Linked DNA regions of Mus musculus: region 2 is linked to region 1. Evidence: chromatin contacts called from public Hi-C data. All regions are on one chromosome and are shown on one strand. The core of a region is the stretch at or near the end of the contact, and the rest is flanking DNA. Distances in the headings are between cores, read along the strand shown.

Region 1 (4,623 bases), core at 2,014-4,513:
AGGCTCTAGCTACCAAAACAACAACAACAACAACAACAACAACAACAACAACAACAACAACAAAACAAAAACAAAAAAACAAATCAAACCAAAAAAACAATTTCCCCCGGAGACTCCCTCCTCTCCTTGATAGTGAGATAAAGGAAATGGAAGCTGTGTGGATTCTTTAGGTAGAAAACAACCCACAGAGAACTGTGCCATGACACACACACACACACACACACACACACACACACACACAGTACACTGCTCAGCAGTAGAGTTTGCCTGCCTACCATGCTGAGGTGTTAGATTCAAGTTCTAGTGCTGAAGGGAAGTTAGGGAGGGAGAGGAGAAGGAAAAGGAATGAGGGAGAAGAGATTAGGAAATCATAGAAGAATGTAGTCAGTTCTACTGGAAAGTGTTCTTAAATCACAAATTATTACACAAGGGTGCATATCCTGCAGACCAAGCAGAGGAGCTGGAGAGGAACGGAGCAGGAAGGAGATGCTCTCGCTGAGGGCTGGAGTTTAGTTCCCACACCCAGGTCAGGAAGCTTACACCTGCTGTAACTCCTGCTCTAGGGTGATCTGACACCCCCTTCCGGCCTTTGAAGCAACTGTACTCACGTGGCATATACATGAGAGTAAAAATTGATCCTTTTTTTAAAAAGGGGGAGTGGACAATATGAGCATGATGTAAATGTGTTTGCACATATCAAGTACCCTTGAAAACCACTAGACGACCACGGAACACTGTCCCACAGCTAAGTGAAGCAAGTTGGACTTCACCTCGCACAGGAAAGCACAAGCTGGAAGTGGCTCTCTGCTCCTGTATTTCACCAGCGTGGCACGGCCCGGGTGTGAGCCAAACTCATCCAAATCCGGGGGTCATCTTTCTGTCTGACTCCAGATAACTTCTGGGGACACTTCACTATAACCTTCCTTAACTGTTAATCAGCATACAGCGGAACATGATTCCAGGTTTTGTTTTGGGTTGGTCCCCCCTCCTCAGGTTCCTCACCCAGCTTCTCACATGGAGCCTGCTCCCTCCAGCACTCTGTACCTGTCAGGCCCCATTCACCTGCCTCTTAACAGTTTTGTAAGCTGTACCCACACTCACTTCCCAACACACACACACACACACACACACACACACACACACACACACACACACACACAGACGGTCAGAAGCTGGCATCCATGTATAGGAGAGAAGGTGCTTCCTGTCTCTTTGAGCCTGGGTTAACTTATGGTATATTTTCAAGTTCCCTCAATTTGCCTGATGGTTTGTAACTGCCTTTTAGTTGACGTCTAAATATAATTTCATTGTATTTCAAACACAGCTTTCTGATTCAACTCCCCCAAATACCCCTGCTGATTTGTGTATATACACAGTAGTAGTGTTATATAATCTTAAGTGTTTGACACATGTAAACCTGAGCACATTTTGAGCATTTCTTCCTGACTGTATTCTTCCATATTCTCTGTGTGTAATGCAGTGAGTTTTCAAACCATGTATGCTGGGCTGGTGAGAGGCTCAGCAGGGAAAACCACTTGTTGCCCTGCCTGATGTCAGTCCCAGGACTCCCAGTGGGAGGAGAGAACAGAGTCCTCAGCCTTGCCCTCTGATCTTCTTTTTTTTTTTTTTTTGTTTGTTTGTTTGGTTTTTTGAGACAGGGTTTCTCTGTGTAGCCCTGGCTGTCCCGGAACTCACTCTACAGACCAGGCTGGCTTTGAACTCAGAAATCTGCCTGCCTCTGCCTCCCGAGTGCTGGGATCAAAGGCGTGCGCCACCACGCCCAGCTGTCCTCTGATCTTCATACAGGCACTATGGCGAGCCCTTCACAAGCAGTGAAAAAAGGTAATAAAAAATGTGAAAAATATGTAGGTCACCTCATAACTGAGGTCACTATAAATAATAGCTTATTGTTGTATTACGGATCAGAGAAAGGGCAGAGGACAGAGTCAATCCCGTTTTAGTGGATAAGTGAAACAAATGTCTGTGTACACTTCCTGCTACTCTGCATCTGTTGATAAAACCAGCCACCAATTTATGTGGTTGTTGGTGCTTGAGGCTGTCATCCCACCCACAATCCTGCACCTCTCTGTCACCTTCACCAAACGAGTCCCCATATCTACCCGCAGTGTCCACGATGCAACAGTGTCTCCACTGCCTTGTCAGCCTTGACACAAGGCTCATCACCCCACATCGCGATTCTGGGTACCTACAGTCCTCATGTGCTCAGCCTTGACACATGGCATACCACCCGCAACGTGCCTCTGTGTGCTTACAGTCCTCATGTGCTATATTTTGAGCAATTTAGAAGGTTCTTTGTATATGTGTTAAGATTCTGAATGTTTAGCTGGCTGCCTAACACAGGGGAGGTGCCAGGAAATTTAAGAGAAAAAGGAAGAACAAAGGAATGTCATTCCTGTTCATTGTCCCGCACCGCTTGTACAGAACAGGTACTTAAAAGGCATTTGCTGGGTGAAGAAAATGCAGGAACAGTGGGCATTTGAGAGGCAAGAAGACAGCATGCAATGTTTTGTGTTGAAAGGTCAAAGTCCTTGCCTAACTATCATAATATGGATCCTATAGATTTCTGAGGAGGAAGCAGGCTAAACTAGCCTGTAAAACGGGGAGGACTGTTAATTCCAAGAGAAGTTTTCTGATTTCAGCAGGTCAGCTGTTATGCCTTCCAGCCAGGTGCCTGTCCATCCTATCCTGAGCACCTTCAAAGATTTAGATGTAGAAAACAGTATTGTATAATCAGGAGGTCCCTTTAACATAAAACAAGTTCTTTGCTATTTCACCCCTCTTCTCCCATTTCTAGATTGTGTCAATGGAGAACTGGTCAATGCTGGAACAGTAACATAGCATATAGTCACCATTAATAGTCTTAGATTGGCTCTTCACCTTCCCCTTTTCAAAACCTTTCCCCATATGACCTTTTACATTCCAAAAACATTTTACATTTCTTTACTGACTTTTTACTAATTTTTAGATTCTTCCTCTTAAAGTGTGGAAACTCATCAAATAGTTTAATAAAAACTTATACAATCTCAAACATAACAATGAATGATTCCCTAAATCCTAGTATCACATGAGTTTTACAGCACACTTGGCCGAAAGCTAGCAAGCTCTGACTGCCCTGTGCCTCTTACTCTCTGGACAATGGCTCACAGTGTGCTCATTTGGTTGCATCTCTCAATAGCTTGTGGCTAGACCTTTGGGCCTGGAGACTGTCCAGGACGTGCCTTATCTTAGTTTTCTACAGATCTTGCCACAGGACCTAGACACACCTACTGCAGAGCAAAACTACTCAGAAAGCCTCCTTGTGCTCCAACAGGTACCACTGTTCCCACCCACCTCAAGTCCACAGTCCATTTCCGGTCATGTCTGCTCTCAAAGTGTGTGTGCTGCCTGCATAGACTTTGCTCACAATATAACCTTGAATTTGTTCTCTATTTCTCAAATATGATTTATATAATTTATTACCATGATTTTGAATTCCAGTTCTAGCTTTCCAAGTATCTGTAACTTCTGTTAGCTTACTGTAATCTCCAAACTTAATAAGTATGCCTTTAATTCTGTCACCTATGCAATAATGAAAATGCAGAGCAGAATCCTAATGGTCTCCAATCAGAGGACCCTGTGCTTTATGGGAAAGACATTACATGGGAAGATCACATGTACCTAGTAGACAAAACTCTTACCTATCGATAAAGATGGAAATTTATGAAGCTCAGTTAAAGCTAATGCTAACATGATAATGACTTTATCCATCCCTATCTTTTAGTCTGTGGATTAATAATTCATCACAGAATGAAGTTTTATCACTTTGGGTATTTACAAAACAAACAAAAAATTATAACCAATATTTACTACCCTAGCTTATCATTGCAGGTATATATATTAACACACACACACACATATATATATGTATGTATGTATATGTCTGCCATCAATCCCAAGACTTTGAATTTTGTCTGTCACTCAAGTGTTTACCATCATCCTCAGTCCTCAATAGAATGTTTAAAACTTCAATAAATGGAGCTGGGAAGACAGTTCAGTTAGTAAGCTGCTTGCCTTGCAAAACTGAGCACTGAGTTCAACTTCCAGTAAAAACCTGGCCATATGTGGCTGCAGCTGCCAGGGCTAAGGACACAGCAGGTAGGCAGCAGTCTCAAGCTTGGTGCTAGGGACTGTTCTCTGCCCTGCACACATAGCACACGTACATGAACACACACATACACATTGCCCTGCAAACACAGCACATGTACATGAACACACACATATACACACACCTCTTTGGTAACTGAGTAGAGTTTTAAATTGTAGAATTAAATTTCATAGAAAGTAGTACAAACTGCAGCAACAGTCTTCATTGGTGTAAGGATGCAGACAGGAGCCTGGTAAATGCAGAGGACTGAGCCGAGAGGAGCCAAGCAGATGTGAAATGCATCTGGACATGAGGGCCGGACATGGAGCTCAGCAGTAGGGTGTGTGCTTGGCTGCGGCTCTAGAGCAATAATGTTGATGAGATTATGATGATAATAACGATAATGATAATAATAATAGTAATAATACAACCACTGCTGCTGAGATTTAAACAATAAAGGAACTCTCAACTGATGTGAA
Region 2 (4,957 bases), core at 2,442-4,941, 230 kb after region 1:
TGTCCTAACTCCCCTGAGCAATCTTTGTGCCTGCCCTGTGTTTTCCCTTTCTCTGCTGTAATCCTAACCACTGTATCTAGAAATCATGCTATGATCTCATTTTCAGGTTTTTTAAAAACAGAGAGTTCCTTAGCAACACTTTGACCCACCAGAATAGCACTTTTTGGCTGCTGCAAGACTCTCTCCTAAAACACACACCTGCACTGGGTGGGACCGCGCTTCTCTCCTCTGTGTGTTCATTAGCTGCCTGCTTAAGTCTTACAATTTCTCCTTAATAGACTCCATCTCTGTTTTATACAGACACATTATGAAATTTGTGTTAACAAGAGAATCAAGAATCTGTCTTCACCTGAGTGGAGGTCTCTGGCAGCTCCTGGGGACGCTCAGGAGGGAGTGGGGAGTGACGATACTACCCAGATGAGTCCGCCATGATGGTACTTTTAGAAAAGAGACACACTGGTGACCTTATCTTCTGAGACCCTGCTGTGTAAACGTCCTGGAGCTTACAGAGAGACACATGCAGAATTTCTATCATTGATCCGAAGGAGTTAGCTCAGCAAGTCCGAGCAGATCACCAAATCAATGAAGTTTTCTTGGGGGGGGGGGGGGGAGATAAAACACCTCAGAATTTGACTCCATGATCAAAGGCTCTGTAAAGCTCCTGTAAAGCAGCATTTCCAAGCTGTCCTGGATGTTCCTCTAAAATCTGCTTCTGACAGTTAGAGGAAGGGTCGCCTTCTCCTGTTTGTTTGTTTGTTTGTTTGTTTGTTTGTTTGTTTTAATTCCCATCTTGTGCATCTGCAAGTGTTCTGAAATTGAAGTTCTGGTATTTATGTACAAAACAAACAAACAAATAAACAAACTGTCCTCTGAAGATTGTCTCCAAATGATCCAAACTTGATAAATCTACTACTTTAAATTTTTATATTTACTGTTACTGTGTGTATACGGATGTGTACGGGCAGGCATGCCACACTGTGCACACTGGGAACGTGTTTAAATTAAGTATCTCCTTCAACCTTTCCTTGGTTTCCAGGGACTGAACTCAGGCCACTGGGCTTCCATAGCAAGTGTCTTTACTAACAAAGTCATTTCACTTTCAGGCCCTAACTAAATCCTAGATCACCACCCATACTTTCATATTCGCTGAAGTCTACAACACCACCTCTGCGCTCCTTTAGTCTCCCAAGACCGTTTGCTGGTCTGGTAAGAATCTAACCTGATCCTCAGGACACACTGCATAGATTACTCAGTCCCGAGGTTCAAACGGAGTTGTGACAAAAATGAAATCAGGAGTGCATTATTCCCCTTCAACTCTGTCCTGCTAAAGAACAAGAGACTCCTATTTAGTTGTCCTCCAAAGCCATGTTACATTTTCAAAGTGATACAGAATGATTTCCAGTAAGCCATAATTTCAAAAACAATACATTTCCCCTCTAAAGGTGGGAGATATAATAATGACCAAGGGGGAGCAAGGCAAAGGGCAGTGCCAGTTTCTGCTTCCTCCAGCAGTGCTGCCCTTAGCACAGCATGAGGCTCTCCAGGAAACTACCTCAGAGTCAGTCTTTGCATCCTCCTCCTGTAGCCACATCCACAGGCTACTGTGTCACAAACATAGCCATATAAAACTATGTAATGTATACATTTATTGCTTTACATGTCTATATATTAAATAACATGGCTTCAATGACGTTCAGATGACTTAAACAACTACAAGGAAATCAGCATTATCTTCATCAAAGAGATTATTCAATTAATGTTTAAAAATTTGAAATATAGGGCTGGAGAGATGACTCAGAAGTTAAGAGCACTGACTGCTGTTCCAGAGGTCCTGAGTTCAATTCCCAGCAACCACATGATGGCTCACAACCATCTGTAGTGGTATCTGGTGCCCTCTTCTGGTGTGTCTGAAGACAGCTACAGTGTACTCATATACATAAAATAAGTAAGTCTTTAAAAAGAAATTGAAATATATAATAATGCATAGCTATGGTTTATCTTTTGATATAATGAAATGTTTTTCTCAATTCCTGGAATACGTTAAGATAAAAAATAATCATAGAAAAACATATTTATTCTAACAATAAAAGTGACCAAGAAATTATTTAACATGCAGCATATTTTAATTTATACAAGGAATATAAACAGATTTTAAAGTTCCTCACTTGTTTGGTCATATGATCCTTTAAAAGTTGTATTCCGGATCAGGGGCACAAGTCCCTTCCGGTCTGGCTAGCACCAGAGTAGCTAAGACGCGGAGTCAGCTGATAACCGCCAGCTACCCACAAGACATGCCACGGGATCTTAAGACCTCTGGCTAGTGGAACACAGTGTCTGCTCCAATCCAATCGCATGGATGCTCACAGTCAGCTATTGGATGGATCACAGGGCCCCCAATGGAGGAGCTAGAGAAAGTAACCAAGGAGCTAAAGGGATCTGCAACCCTATAGGGGGAACAACATTATGAACTAACCAGTACCCCGGAGCTCTTGACTCTAGCTGCATATGTATCAAAAGATGGCCTAGTCAGCCATCAGTGGAAAGAGAGGCCCATTGGACACGCAAACTTTATATGCCCCAGTACAGGGGAACGCCAGGGCCAAGAAGTGGGTGGGTAGGGGGATTGGGGGAGGGTATGGGTGACTTTTGGGATAGCATTGGAAATGTAAATGAGGAAAATACCTAATTTTTTAAAAAGGGGAAAAAAGGTGTATTCCACAAAACCTTGATTATAAAATCAAAACATTGTTTTTATGTTTCTTCATTAATTGCTACATGTTCGTAGATTCAAAAATAAATTCATAAAAAAGAAAAAATTCAGGTACTTTCACAATAATACAGTAACTTCATTTTTACTTAGTAGAAAAAGGTTTTACTGGTTGTGGGAATTTAAAAGAATTTTGTTAAGAGTTAAAGCTCACTCCTAGAATTCCTCAGGCCTGTGTCCATGGAAAGCCTGCCTTGGCTCTATGCTTGCTGTATTGCAGCTCCCAGAGTGTAAGAGCAGCAGATAACTCTACAGACACATTAGTCCATCCCACTCGGAGTCTTAGCTCCACACACTGCACTGCTTTGCTCTGACTGCAAACCCCAATCTTAAAACTCCAAAGAATGTAAATCCTTCCAAGGGTTTTATAAATGACACTTCTGCAGTCTGTTTCGAGCTAAACAACCTTAGACAAATCACTTAGGAAATGGAGCTTTTAAACAGATATCACTACAAACAGATTTTAAAGTTTCTACACAGCTATTAGTGAGAAACAGGAAACAGTAATGGCTGACTGTCCTTTCTGTAAACTCCTTAGCACTGGGGCTTTCAGCTTCAGAGTGCCTTTGATTTGGGGACTGCTTAAACAGCCCTCATGCGAAAATCTAAAGTATGAAATACTCCAAAATCTGATACTGGAAGATTAAAAGTATCCCACTTTCACTAAGACCCAGAGCGCCCATGGCGATTAGTGAGGAACTATGAGAAGTGGCCAGCAAAACTCCATGGTCCTGACAAGCATGCAGAGATACTAAGGAAAGCTTGAAATACTGGCTTCTAAGCTATTCTTCTGTGTGGCCCAACATGTTACACTCAGAGAAACCATTTTCAAATATAAAATTATCCTCCTAGATTCTAACCCATCCAGGTGTAAGAGTCTGTGGCTCAAAGTCCAAGTCTAGGGGAGATGAGCTGAGTGGAGTTTGGTTTCTAGTATCATGTGACACATGACTCTGCAGGACCTCTGTCCCTACCCCACTACAGGTACTTAAAGTGTCAGCATGTGAAGAAAACATTTGTTCTGACATGAAAAAGAAGAAAACTAGAGTTCGACGCAGAACCACTGATGAAAGAGTTCTCTTCCTATCTGCTGAATATCTTTAACTTACAAGTATCTGAGCCAAGCAGGCCCAGAGAAAACAGTCAAGAGCAACAATGATAGAAATTAACACCCAAATGAGACCAAGGAATCAAAGGCTCCATCGTTGGACTTAGGAGCTGAGTGAAGGCCAGAGTCGGGGCTTCAGGAAAGCCTGCTCTTCTGCAGGTGCTGTGCTACAACTCCACGCGGGCCATGTGCACATCTCACCTCCTGACAGGACTATGACTTTCCTGCAAGCACGGACTATTGTCTCATTGACATTTGCAGCCCCTGCTCCATCTAGCTCACATTCATTTAATATTAGGCAAATTAATTAAATATGATGCCTTCTCAAGAAAACTGGTGCTTATATTGACATTTGAGCAAAGCAATAGTTTGAGTTAAAGTCAAAATATTTATCATTAGGCAAGTTTGGTTTTTCTTTATTTTATCTTTCATTTTATTAAGATTATGTGTCCACATGGTTTAATCATCAAGTAACTCCAGAAGGCTTGTTTAAATACAGAGGACTAGTCTCTCCCCAGCCTCCCACCATTTACCTCCCTTCCCAGAGGAAAACATTTTTAGTTCCATCAGATCTTTCTAGAATATGCTTCCATACTTTCAAATGCCTATACTGACAGTTTTTAATATAAAGTTTGAGTCATATTCCATGTATAACAGTGAGACTTGGGCTCTGTCTGGATCCAACTTATTCTGTGGTAATTTAGGTTGAGCTCTTATTATATAATTACAACCATATAAACAGTTCCGAGCTCAGCCACATCATGGGCTCTTCTCACCACAGCTTTGGTTTACCTGAGTGAATATGTGTCTGGGATCAGGTTTTGTTCCTTTGTGTTTTCCTAGCTTAGTTTTCTAGGTGTGTAAGAGGAATTCTACACCAATGTCATCTTTACTACATAAGATCTCATGACTTCTGCTGTGACCCCTTGACATTTTAAGAAAAAAAAAAAAAGAATGTTGAAACTGTTCTAACAATGTTTCATTTACCAACCTGTGTTTTACTCAACAGGAGGCTGCCTGAGGTTCTATATCCATTCCATATATCACAATGTTACAGGACATTCCACTGATGAGGTAAGGTG

The links. Hi-C and Micro-C count contacts between places; a contact is called where the count stands out from the background.
Region 2: a Hi-C map of liver shows a contact between it and region 1, with 2.6 times the contacts expected there. The contact joins two enhancer-like sites. A contact is called at or near these places in 2 of 484 Hi-C or Micro-C datasets (cortical neurons and liver).

Annotation. Positions count from the first base shown.
Region 1 is chr17:63,176,973-63,181,595 of GRCm38.p6, forward strand. The region is part of intron 7 of Fbxl17 (F-box and leucine-rich repeat protein 17); the gene reads right to left. Among named protein-coding and RNA genes, the nearest start is that of Gm41607, 120 kb to the right of the region's middle. Within about 2 kb of position 3,264, at least 10 of the 459 cell types and tissues checked have an H3K27ac peak or open chromatin away from gene starts, as enhancers often do. A contact at or near this core is called in liver, where this site is marked.
Region 2 is chr17:63,406,605-63,411,561 of GRCm38.p6, forward strand. All of the region lies in intron 4 of Fbxl17 (F-box and leucine-rich repeat protein 17), which reads right to left. Among named protein-coding and RNA genes, the nearest start is that of Fbxl17, 91 kb to the right of the region's middle. Within about 2 kb of position 3,692, at least 6 of the 459 cell types and tissues checked have an H3K27ac peak or open chromatin away from gene starts, as enhancers often do. A contact at or near this core is called in liver, where this site is marked.